Regions from separate parts of the Zea mays genome. Here region 1 is linked to region 2. A link is a contact called in public Hi-C data. All regions are on one chromosome and are shown on one strand. Each heading gives the region's core, a stretch centred on a gene start, on an enhancer-like site or on the middle of the called end of the contact. The rest is flanking DNA. Distances are from core to core; before and after follow the strand shown. Region 1 holds the start of LOC103630322 (SNF2 domain-containing protein CLASSY 4). Region 2 holds the start of LOC103630320 (E3 ubiquitin-protein ligase KEG).

What was found. A called contact is a pair of places that touch in the nucleus more often than the background predicts.
Region 1: a Hi-C map of tassel shows a contact between it and region 2, with 2.4 times the contacts expected there. The contact joins the promoter of LOC103630322 here to the promoter of LOC103630320 in region 2. A contact is called at or near these places in 2 of 25 Hi-C or Micro-C datasets (leaf and tassel).

What each region holds. Positions count from the first base shown.
Region 1 is chr6:155,430,777-155,436,031 of Zm-B73-REFERENCE-NAM-5.0, reverse strand. LOC103630322 (SNF2 domain-containing protein CLASSY 4) reads right to left here and starts at 2,560. Exons shown (of 5, transcript XM_008651387.3): 1 at 1,452-2,560; 2 at 1-1,386. The coding sequence starts at 2,145.
Region 2 is chr6:155,148,918-155,153,616 of Zm-B73-REFERENCE-NAM-5.0, reverse strand. LOC103630320 (E3 ubiquitin-protein ligase KEG) reads left to right here and starts at 3,003. Exons shown (of 15, transcript XM_008651385.2): 1 at 3,003-4,048. The coding sequence starts at 3,324.

The sequences.
Region 1 (5,255 bases), core at 1,311-3,810, 280 kb before region 2:
TTTCTTTGAAAATAAACTGAAGCTGAGGATTCTGATCAAATGGAAAAGATGCTAAACTTTTATCACCACTCATTTTATCTACCAAAAGCTTCAAAAGAGACTGCCGCTTTAGTATGATTGCGCTGCTGGGTTTCTTGCCCGATTTGGGCGATGTATGCTTCTTTTTCCTATCAACTTTATGACTCCCATCACTTTTGAAACCATACTTTCTGATCTGGTCAGAACCTGATGAGTTCGGATCTGAGTCCAAATCCCGCTCATGCAAAGGATTTGTCTTCATCTCAAGCTTAAGCTTTTTCCTCCTCTCAAGCTCCCAAGTAAATCGTGATCGCTTTTGTTGCTCAGTAAATGTGTCGTTGCCAACAGCCACAGGCTTCCAGCTGCTATCTTTCTTAAAGGAAACTGGCTGTAACATATCAACACTTGCATCTTCATCCTCCACCCACTCAATATCATATCTTGAGGAATTTTTTTTCTTAAACATATCATATCTTGATGTAGGAACAGTAATATTGATCATGTCTTCATCGGATGTGCAAATCCTGTTATTAAGTTTTCTTCTTTCAGCCTCTTCTTCCTCTTCCTCCTTCTCTTCGTCATCTTTATCATAAGCATCACTACTGTCATCGTCATTGTTGTCATCCTCAACTTCATCAAGTTCCACCTCTGTATCATCATCATCCTCTTTTGGCTCATCAGATAATTCCTCAAAATATGTATCGTACGATAGTCTATCTTGATTTACCCCCCATGATGATCGGGTTCTCCATGCAACACAAGATGGAATAGTTGGTAACTTCGATTGAACTGACGCCTTCCTGGATGGGGCACTACTCATATTTTCAAGCACCTTGATTTCCTCATCGGAACCTAGGATTTCTAACTGCAAGACCCTTTTATCAGAACCTGGAGCCGCTTCACTCTTTGGTTCCACGTCCTCCTCATCTGCTTCCTTTCCCACATCCAATTCTTCCTCCAGATCCCCCTCGCCCCTCGCCTCACACCTCCCTCCACTCAAAACAACTTTCTGGTTCACCCAGTCTTGTATTTCCAACTTAGCATGATTTTGAATTGGTTTGGAATTGCCACCTTCATAAGCATCATCCATAAAATCACTATCGTCAGCATCATCCATAAAATCACTATTGTCAGCATCGTCATTGAACTCCATCTCATCCTCTGCCTCCCAATCCACTCCATCTGAATCGAAGTTTCTGCCATTACTGTAAGCACGAATCACATCTCCAACAAGCTGCTCCTCCAACATCTCATCATCGTAGTCATCTTCAAAGGGTGCCATCTCCTCAGCAAACACATCAGCAGTCGATGCCAGGCCACTGTTCCCTCCGTCCCCTGTGTCCTCGTCACCAGCACCTTCCACTACCTCTGCATTACATGAGACCAAGTCATCATTCAAATTCACAGCACTCTTCTCTTAATATGATCCTCACCTTTAGCTGCCGGATGATCCCCGTTAACCAGATCAGTGCCAATGGCGACCCCGACGCGAGGCTCCGCATCCCCGTCATGAGAAGCGTCATCGCCTCGCCCGCTGTTGTCATCACTTTCACTGACACATGGCGCCTTCACACGTTCTCTCCGAGCGGGGGCCTCCAACTCGTTCCTTTTGCGCTTGCGCGCGCGGCCCACGCGAGCTGGCTCCGAGGCACGTCCCGAGCGCGCGCGCCGCTTATCTCTCGACGTCGACCTCGAGGTCCCAGCGCGCCGCTTATGGCTCGACGTCGCCATCGAGGTAGCAGCGGCCTTGCTCCCGTGGCCACGGGGCGCCTCCGCGGCATCTGGGATCGCTCCTTCCTTCTTCTTCTTCTTCGTTGGCGCCTCTTCCACCACTGCCGCCGCCAGCATCGCCCGCCTCCTCGATCGTGTCCGCAGCGCCACCGCTCCCGCCGGCACCATCATCGGCGGCAGCAGAGGCAAAGGAGCCTTCGTGGATCCCTCGCACCTACCTGCAGCGCCACCAACCGTCTTCCTGGCCCCGCCACCGCCGCAGTCGTCGTCGCCAAGGTCCATGACAACGGCCGGCGCCTTATCGCGGCGGCGCGCGCGGGAGGAGGACGGCGCAGCTTCCACCGCCGCTTGGGATACGCCGCGGCGGCCGCAAACGCGCGGCGTGGCGCGATCCATGCGTGCGGTGGGGGCGCTAGATTCTGTTGCTGCAACGGCGCGGCGCGGCGCGGCGCAGAGGAATTGAAGGGGGTAGTTGAGACTTGAGAGTACGGTGGGTTGGGGGAGGTTTATGGCCCAGGAGGGACTATGACGGGTGGGCCCCGTAGGGGTTTGGGCAGGTGCTCCATGCGGCGGGCGCGGGGCCAGGGAGGGATCCGGTCATGGGGAGGCGGACGACAAGGAGAGACAAATGCCCGGGAAATGGCTGCCGGGTGCGCGGCGGGTGCGGGGGGCGAGGCCCGAGGCGGCCGGATCGAGTGCGGCGTGCTTTCCCTAGGCCGAAATGTGGTTGGATGGTTTTCCGAGGATGGATGTTGCAGGGGCATCAATCATGCCGGGATGCTGCTACACCCGCATCCTCTTTTTCTTCCGCATCGAACCACTGCAGTGGCAGTGGATTCTGAAGAATTTGATAGACACTTTATTCGATTCTCAGCTGATTTTGGAAATACTCAATGGAAACATGAATGGGCGTCAGTGTCCCTACTCTGGGTCCGTTCGACAGATATGACTAATTAGAGCATACTAGCTAAATCTCTACTACTTATTAAGTTAGCAATAGTAGCCTGCCTTTTTATATTCTGCCATTCTGCGATCTCAGCCGTCCATTCTACCATTTTGCGATCTCAACCGTCGATCCCATCCATCAGCCCCGCTCCCCGATCCCGCCCACCAGCCCCGATCCCTCGTCTGCTTCCCCTTCCTCCCTCCGACCCTCTCTCACCCAAAAACCCTAGCTCGCATGTGCCCACGCCACCGCCGTCGTCGCCATCGCCCCACCCACCCAAGTGATGCCCCCTGACCCCGACGCTCCTCTCGTCTCTCACCCCGCGATGTTACCGGCGAAGCGCACGCCTAAATGTGGATCGACCGGCCGGTAGTCAAGGAGACGCCTGAATCTTTTGTGCCTCTTTCACCTCCACCTCCGCCCCCAGATCGACGCGAGTGTCATGCTATGGACCTCGCCGCTCGTGCCGACATCAACATCGCACGAGCACACCTCCTCCTCGTTGCCCACGACCACAGGTCAAAAGCAAGCCATCCGTCGCCCATCTCAGTTTTATCGTCCTCCACCCTGAAACTTAGGGCATTTTGCTTTTGGTGAAGTCATCATCTTCCTCGTGCACGACGACCTCGACGGTTCGTACGTCGCCCGCCCGTCGCCACCCTCCTTCCGTGGATCCATAAAGCGCGGTGCAACAGCTCTCCACCTTCCACATCCCCGTCTACCATGCGCGGCGCGCGAGCCACCGCCGAGATCTCCCCACCGGCAGCGAGGGGGTGTGCCCACAGACGGGCCGATTCGGATCTACGCCGACAACATCTACGACAGGTGGGCCCCATACATCGCGAGTTCATCCACTCCCCCCACAGCTCTGGATCTGACCGTGGCTCCCTCTCCTGGTGTCGTGTCACCCAGGAGGAGGCGCTCGATGACTTCGTCGACGACGGCATTGACGACCTGGTGGTCTCGCTCTACCAGATGGACCTCGATCGCACGCTCTTCCTCCTCCGCTCCTACCTCCTCCTGGAGAAGGTTAGTAGGATTTCACAACCCACCATGTGTTTGTTCTTGCGCCACCCTTTCTAGATTGAACCAAAATTAGCGACCCAAAAAAGAAACGACAGTTGCGGCAATCTGATCGCCCTGCTGGCGTGGCTGCTGCAGATCAAGAAGTACACGATGCATATCTCTAGGTCCGATGGCCTCCTTAGTCATCTCTCACAGCAGGAGCGCCTGGTTGGGGCATTTATCACAATTGTTTGTGCCACCTTGTGAAATAAACCTATAACTACAGTACCTGTCTAGGATGCATTTTAGTATTTCACCATTTGTTGGTGTGCTACGTTTTGATAGACATTGTATCTCTACTATTCCTTAAGAGCAGAGTGTAGACGTCCACAATTGAGCGGTGCACGGTTCTGCCTGTGCCACGCGGATGGAAGGTCTTGCCGCCGATGGAAGGTGCCGCGGATCCCCCGCACTTCTCCCCACACCGCCTCTCCCTCCGCCTGTGCTCCACCTCCCCGTGTCCGCGCATGGAACACACCCGCGGATCTCGCCCACGATGCACGCCTCCACCGCGCATGGATCCCGCCCGCTCGCCCGGTCTCGGCATGCTCTCGCGGTGGTCCTCGCCCCTCTCCACCACGCTCGCGAGGCCTCCGCCCGCCTCCCCCACCGCGACAGGTACCCTCGCCGCCCCGCCTCCGTCCGACGCCCCTACCTGCCCCCCTCCGCCCTGCCCCCGCAATACATGTCCATGCCATAGACGCTACGCCTCTGTCCTCCCCTCGCTCGCACATCCCGGTGGTCCTCGCCCCTCTCCGCCACAACCCAGCCCCGTCGATGGAAGGCGGCCGAGCCCTCACCCATGGATCCGAGGATCTCCTACCCCTCTGCGTCGGATCCGCTTCTCCCTCTGCTCGAGATTGCTGCCATCCGTCCGCTCCCCCCGCTCGCGATGGCGCCCGCACGGAACAGCCTCCTCCCTTACCCTTCCCCATCACATGCCATGGGAGCCAAGCCGTCGATGGAAAGTGGCCGAGGATCTGCCCCATCGCGTCGTCCTCCCCTCTGCTCCGACATCGAGGAGTGCTACAACTTTTTGATGTGCTTGGCTGGGATCTGAGGGTGCCAGCGTGCCAGGTAGGGGAAGCAAGCGAGCTCTGTCGGTGGGGGAGCTGCTGGTGGTTGTAAGTGTAGAGCGCGCGTTTGGCTGCCAGGATGGATCACATAGTCGGGGGCAAGTTCAAGCTCGGGAAGAAGATCAGGAGTGGATCATTCGGGAAACTTTACCTCGGTACGTCCTGTGATGACGGGTCCTTGATTTGTGGAGCTCACTTTTCCTTTTTTTTCCGGGTGTGCTTCGGTGTGTTCGTGCTTCTGACTGTGCTTGTTTGATTTGTGTGTAGCCGTGAACGTGCAGAATGGCGAGGAGGTGGCTGTCAAACTGGTATACCACTAACAACTTCCGCATGATTTTAGTGTCCACACTATGCATGTTTTGGTGAGCAGTTCTGTGTTGGGAGTTAACTTTAATTGGAGTTACTGAAATCTATAGTTA
Region 2 (4,699 bases), core at 1,754-4,253:
CAATTCCATATATATGTGTTGGATGTTTCCAGGTGCCTCGTTCATGTTTGGTAGATGCTTGACTTCGACAATCTAGGGAATAGCGATAGACTGCATTGGGAGGAAACTTGTCATCGTGTTTGACATTTCATCTGTGGTAGTAACATCTTACCTTGATCCTATGTAAACACAACTAAATGTGCATCTATTTTCTCTCGCCTTTCTCTTGTTCAAACGTTTTAGTCTGAGCTCATTCTTTGCAATGTCCTAGGATGGTGTTCAACATGTTGTTTGGTCAGAGTGTCAACTAATGGATGGTCATAGCTACCTGGTTTCTGCTTTGTGCTTTGAATGGTTTACTTGGATCAATAAAGGTATAATGAATTTGCAAGCTCTTTTGTGTTAGAAGATAGGTAGATGTGATATGGACATACAATACCATTAGTAACTTGATACACGGTTCTTTACAGGCTTATGGCATTGAAGTTTGCCGACCTGAACATAAACATCTAGCACTGTCGCTTGTAATCCATTGATTTTATATTGATTTTGCTACCATGTGTTATTCTTATTTCAATGATTTTGAAATCCATCTTCTTGTAATTTTAGGTCACACAACATAGGGAATAGGTCTCATTATTGGTCCTGCTCTTGGTGGCTACCTTCCATGGGTACTTCTTTTTTCTTCAAACCAAAACCAAAAACCTCTTCTTTAACAATCTTAAATTATACCTAGCTGTGGCAGGCTGCAGAAAAATTTTCAATTGTCTTTTCACCTGACTCAACCTTTGGAAGGTATCTTTTCACATGGAAAAACTAGATAATCCAAAATAATTCACTTACAGAGAAGCCAGTTGACAAAATTATGGAAGAACCAGGTGACCAAATAATTGAAAAATCAATTGACCTACCTATCAAGTTCATTAATTTATGTAATTTTAAATGAGACCTTTTTATGCTGCTTCAGCGCATGTGACCACAGATGACCGTTCCAACACGACCATACTCCAGGAGTGGAGCTATCTATATGAAGAGTGTAGTAGGTAGATACAATTGGCTAATATTGTACATATTTAGTTTGCAGGGTCGTAGTAACAGGGTTCAAAGACGTGTGTTTGAAAGGGCAATCGCCGATGATCAACATGATGAAAGGTAGGTAGTTCTATTGCTGGTTTAAGCTGGAGTCAGCTTCTGAAGTTCGATCGGGGTATCTATACCTGTATGTGTTACTCTTTTTTGATTTCATTTTATGAGAAGAGATTATTATTGGTTCCTTAAATTATACTTGGTGATACTCATAAATAAATGTTTATATATGGTTGTTCAATTGTTTTATAATGTTTGTTCGAAATTAATTCATTATATTTGAGTCAGTGTATTTATAATGATATTACATATTTACATCGTCAATATAATATTAGTGTTACGTGATATTTTGCTATATAAATTTTATATATCATAGTGTTGTTTGTCGTTCCGTATCTATATTTTATAATAATTTTTAACTCTTATGGCAACGCAAGATCACACATCTAATACTTCTATAGATGACATTGCTTAATGTTTAAAATAGGAGTGAGACGGTGTGAGCGGCAGTTGACAACCCTACATGCCGATGAGAACCGTCACCCGCACTTATAGGTGTACATTTGAGCTGGGCCTGATGGACCGGTCCAAAGCACGGAAAAAAGCACGGCCCAGGCACGACAGGCCTGAAATATTTTAGTGTCGGGCCGGCACGGGCCGATATATCGGGCCGGCACGGGCCGATATATCGGGCCGGGTTTGGGCCGAGGTCGCGGCCCATGGGCGGACACGAGCATGATCCGTTTAAGGTAGACACGAAATGACCCATATAGAAGCACGAAAAGGGCCATATATTTATTAAAATCACACTTCATTCCACTCTTTCATGTACTTGATAAAGAACACAAAGCTAGAGATAATATTAGTTAGATGTTTTTTGTAACTTTGAATTACGGTATGTGATGTAATTTTATTTTTGTTATGAACATTAGATAATGAATTGAACTTACGAACTTTATATATAGCTCATTACACTCTTTTTATTTCTAACAAAATGATTTGTAAATGAGGTAGTCATTGCATAGCTCTGGTAACTTAATACAAATATTAAGTTTGCTTTTGGTCAAATTTATTTGTCTTATCTTTTATTTGTTTTATTAAATTTGTTTTGAATTTCGGACTCTTATGTGAATTTCGAGTCAAAATCTGAATTTCGGGCCAAAAATTGAATTTCGGACCATAATATGAATTTTGGGCTTTTATAATTCCGTGCCGCCCGAAATGAGCCCGGCACGTTTAAGCAATTATGGGCCGGACCGTGGGCCGAGGGCTAGGCCCATGTGCCGACCCAAAATTCAAATGGGTCGGACCAGCCCAAAATTCAAACATTACGGGTCTTTTTAGGCTTGGACCGAGCCAGATCAGGCTGCCCGAATGTACACCTATACCCGCACTGCCAAACACACGTGGCAGTGTCGCACCTAGAGACGGGGCAATGGGTAAAAACCCGCTCGGTATTACTTGCCCAAACTCATACCCGCGAAGAAAAATACGCCCTCTAAAAAACTCATACCCATGACGGGTATAAAATTTTACCCAAACCCATACCCATGCGGGTTTCGGGTACCCAACGGGTTTCTCATACCCACTAACATCAACATAAAAAATAATTAATCATGTAAATGACAATCAATACATTAATAAGCTAGCATAAAAGGAACACGTGATAACTAATTTTAGCCTAAAATTTGTTACATAAAGTTTATTTCAATTAGAATAGATTCAATTAATAATATTATGAGACATATTTATAAGAAATGTTGATTTTAAGACGGGTTTTAAAAACCTATGGGTTTGCATGTATGGGTAGTGGAAGAACACATCCATGCCCATGTACCTGTTGAGTTTCCATTTAAACCCGTTAATAAACACATAGATAAAGAAATTGACCCAAACCTATATCCTAATAGAGCAAAACCCATCGGATTTCGAGTAATGGGTACCCATTGCCATTTCTAGCCGCACCCTCGTTGCAATTTGCAAGCGCACGAACCAGGAAAAAAGTGGGCGGAGCGGGGAGAAGAGCAACGCGCGCTTTGCTTGTCGTCCTTCCGCAGCCTCCCCAGTCCCCACCGGCCACCGGCATCAAGGCATCACCACCAATCTTTCGGAAGTTCCCACGCTGCTCTGAGTGCTCTCTCGTCTCCCCTCCCCAAACCCCCACCCCGACGCCCAGATCTACCCTCCCCATTTACAGCTTCCTCTCCGGCCCCGCGCCCTAGGGCACGGCGTCGCCTGAACCTGTCGGCGCCGGCGCGATGCGAGTACCATGCTGCTCGTTATGCAACGTCAGATATGACGAGGAGGAGCGGACGCCGCTGCTCCTCCACTGCGGACATGGATTCTGCCGCGCGTGCCTCTCCCGCATGCTAGCGGCAGCCCCCGGAGCCACGCTGCCGTGCCCGCGATGCCGCCATCTGACCGCCGTAGGCAACTCGGTCTCTGCGCTGCGGAAGAACTTCCCCATTCTCTCTCTCCTCTCCACATCCCCCTCATCCCCGTCTTTCCTCCACTCCGACTCGGGGTCATCCTCTGACGGCTCCGAAGACGAGGACGACTTCTTCGCGCGCCCCAGTCGCCGCCCCGCGCCCGCGCCCGCTGCCGCACCGCCCGGATGCAGCTTCTTCGACCTCGCCTCGCACCCGGACCTCAAGCTCGCCCGTCGCATCGGGAGCGGCCCGCCCGGGCCCGCCGGGCAGGAGGTGTGGGCCGGCACGCTGTCTCGTGGCGGTGGGGTCAAGCGGTGCAAGCACCAGGTGGCAGTGAAGAGGGTGCCCCTGGCCGCAGGGGACGGGCTCGAGGTTGTTCAAGAGGAGGTGGAGCGGCTGAGGCGCGCCTCCACATGGTGTCGGAACGTGTGCACATTCCATGGTGCTGTGAGGGTGGGCGGCCACCTCTGTTTCGTGATGGATCGCTATGTGGGGTCTGTGCAGGCGGAGATGCGGCAGAATGGTGGACGCCTTACGCTGGAGCAGATTCTCAGGTGTGGCATTGCATCTAAACGTCGGTATTTAGTAATATTGAGTAGTTATTCTTTATGCTGCTGTCTTACCAATAATCGCTGCAAACATATCGCATTGCAACATACCGCTCACTTTTATTGTTGCTCAGTAGTCAGTAAGAAGCATGCCTAGCTAGAACCTTCACTAAAGGTGACAAATTATGTAGTATGATAGCTTGTTTCATGAGGTGTGAAGTGATTGATTTGTTACGGCCTTATGCGGTTTGATTTTGTTGGTGCCGCTAGCATTTGCTTATGCTCTATTGTTGTAAGGAAGGTAGATTGCTCACAATTAATGCTCATCATATTGCTTGCCATTTCTGCGCACTGTCATGATATATTTTGTGAGTAGCATAACTTGGGCTTGCAATTTGCTTGCTGAGTCAATTACCATCAAGTTACCAAGCTGTGGGGCTTCGTTTCTTTTATCTATTATCATCTCACAGGGCAACTAACACTTATATATGCTGAAATCATTAAAGTTCCTATGACATGCATTTGTGTGAGTAAAATTTCTGTGAGAATTAATATCAGTGCAAGAAATTTATGAAGTGCTGTGGTTTTCACAGAAGTATTAGGTACTGACACATTTAATATTTCTCTGCAAGACCCATGTGGTTTTCAGAATGGCAG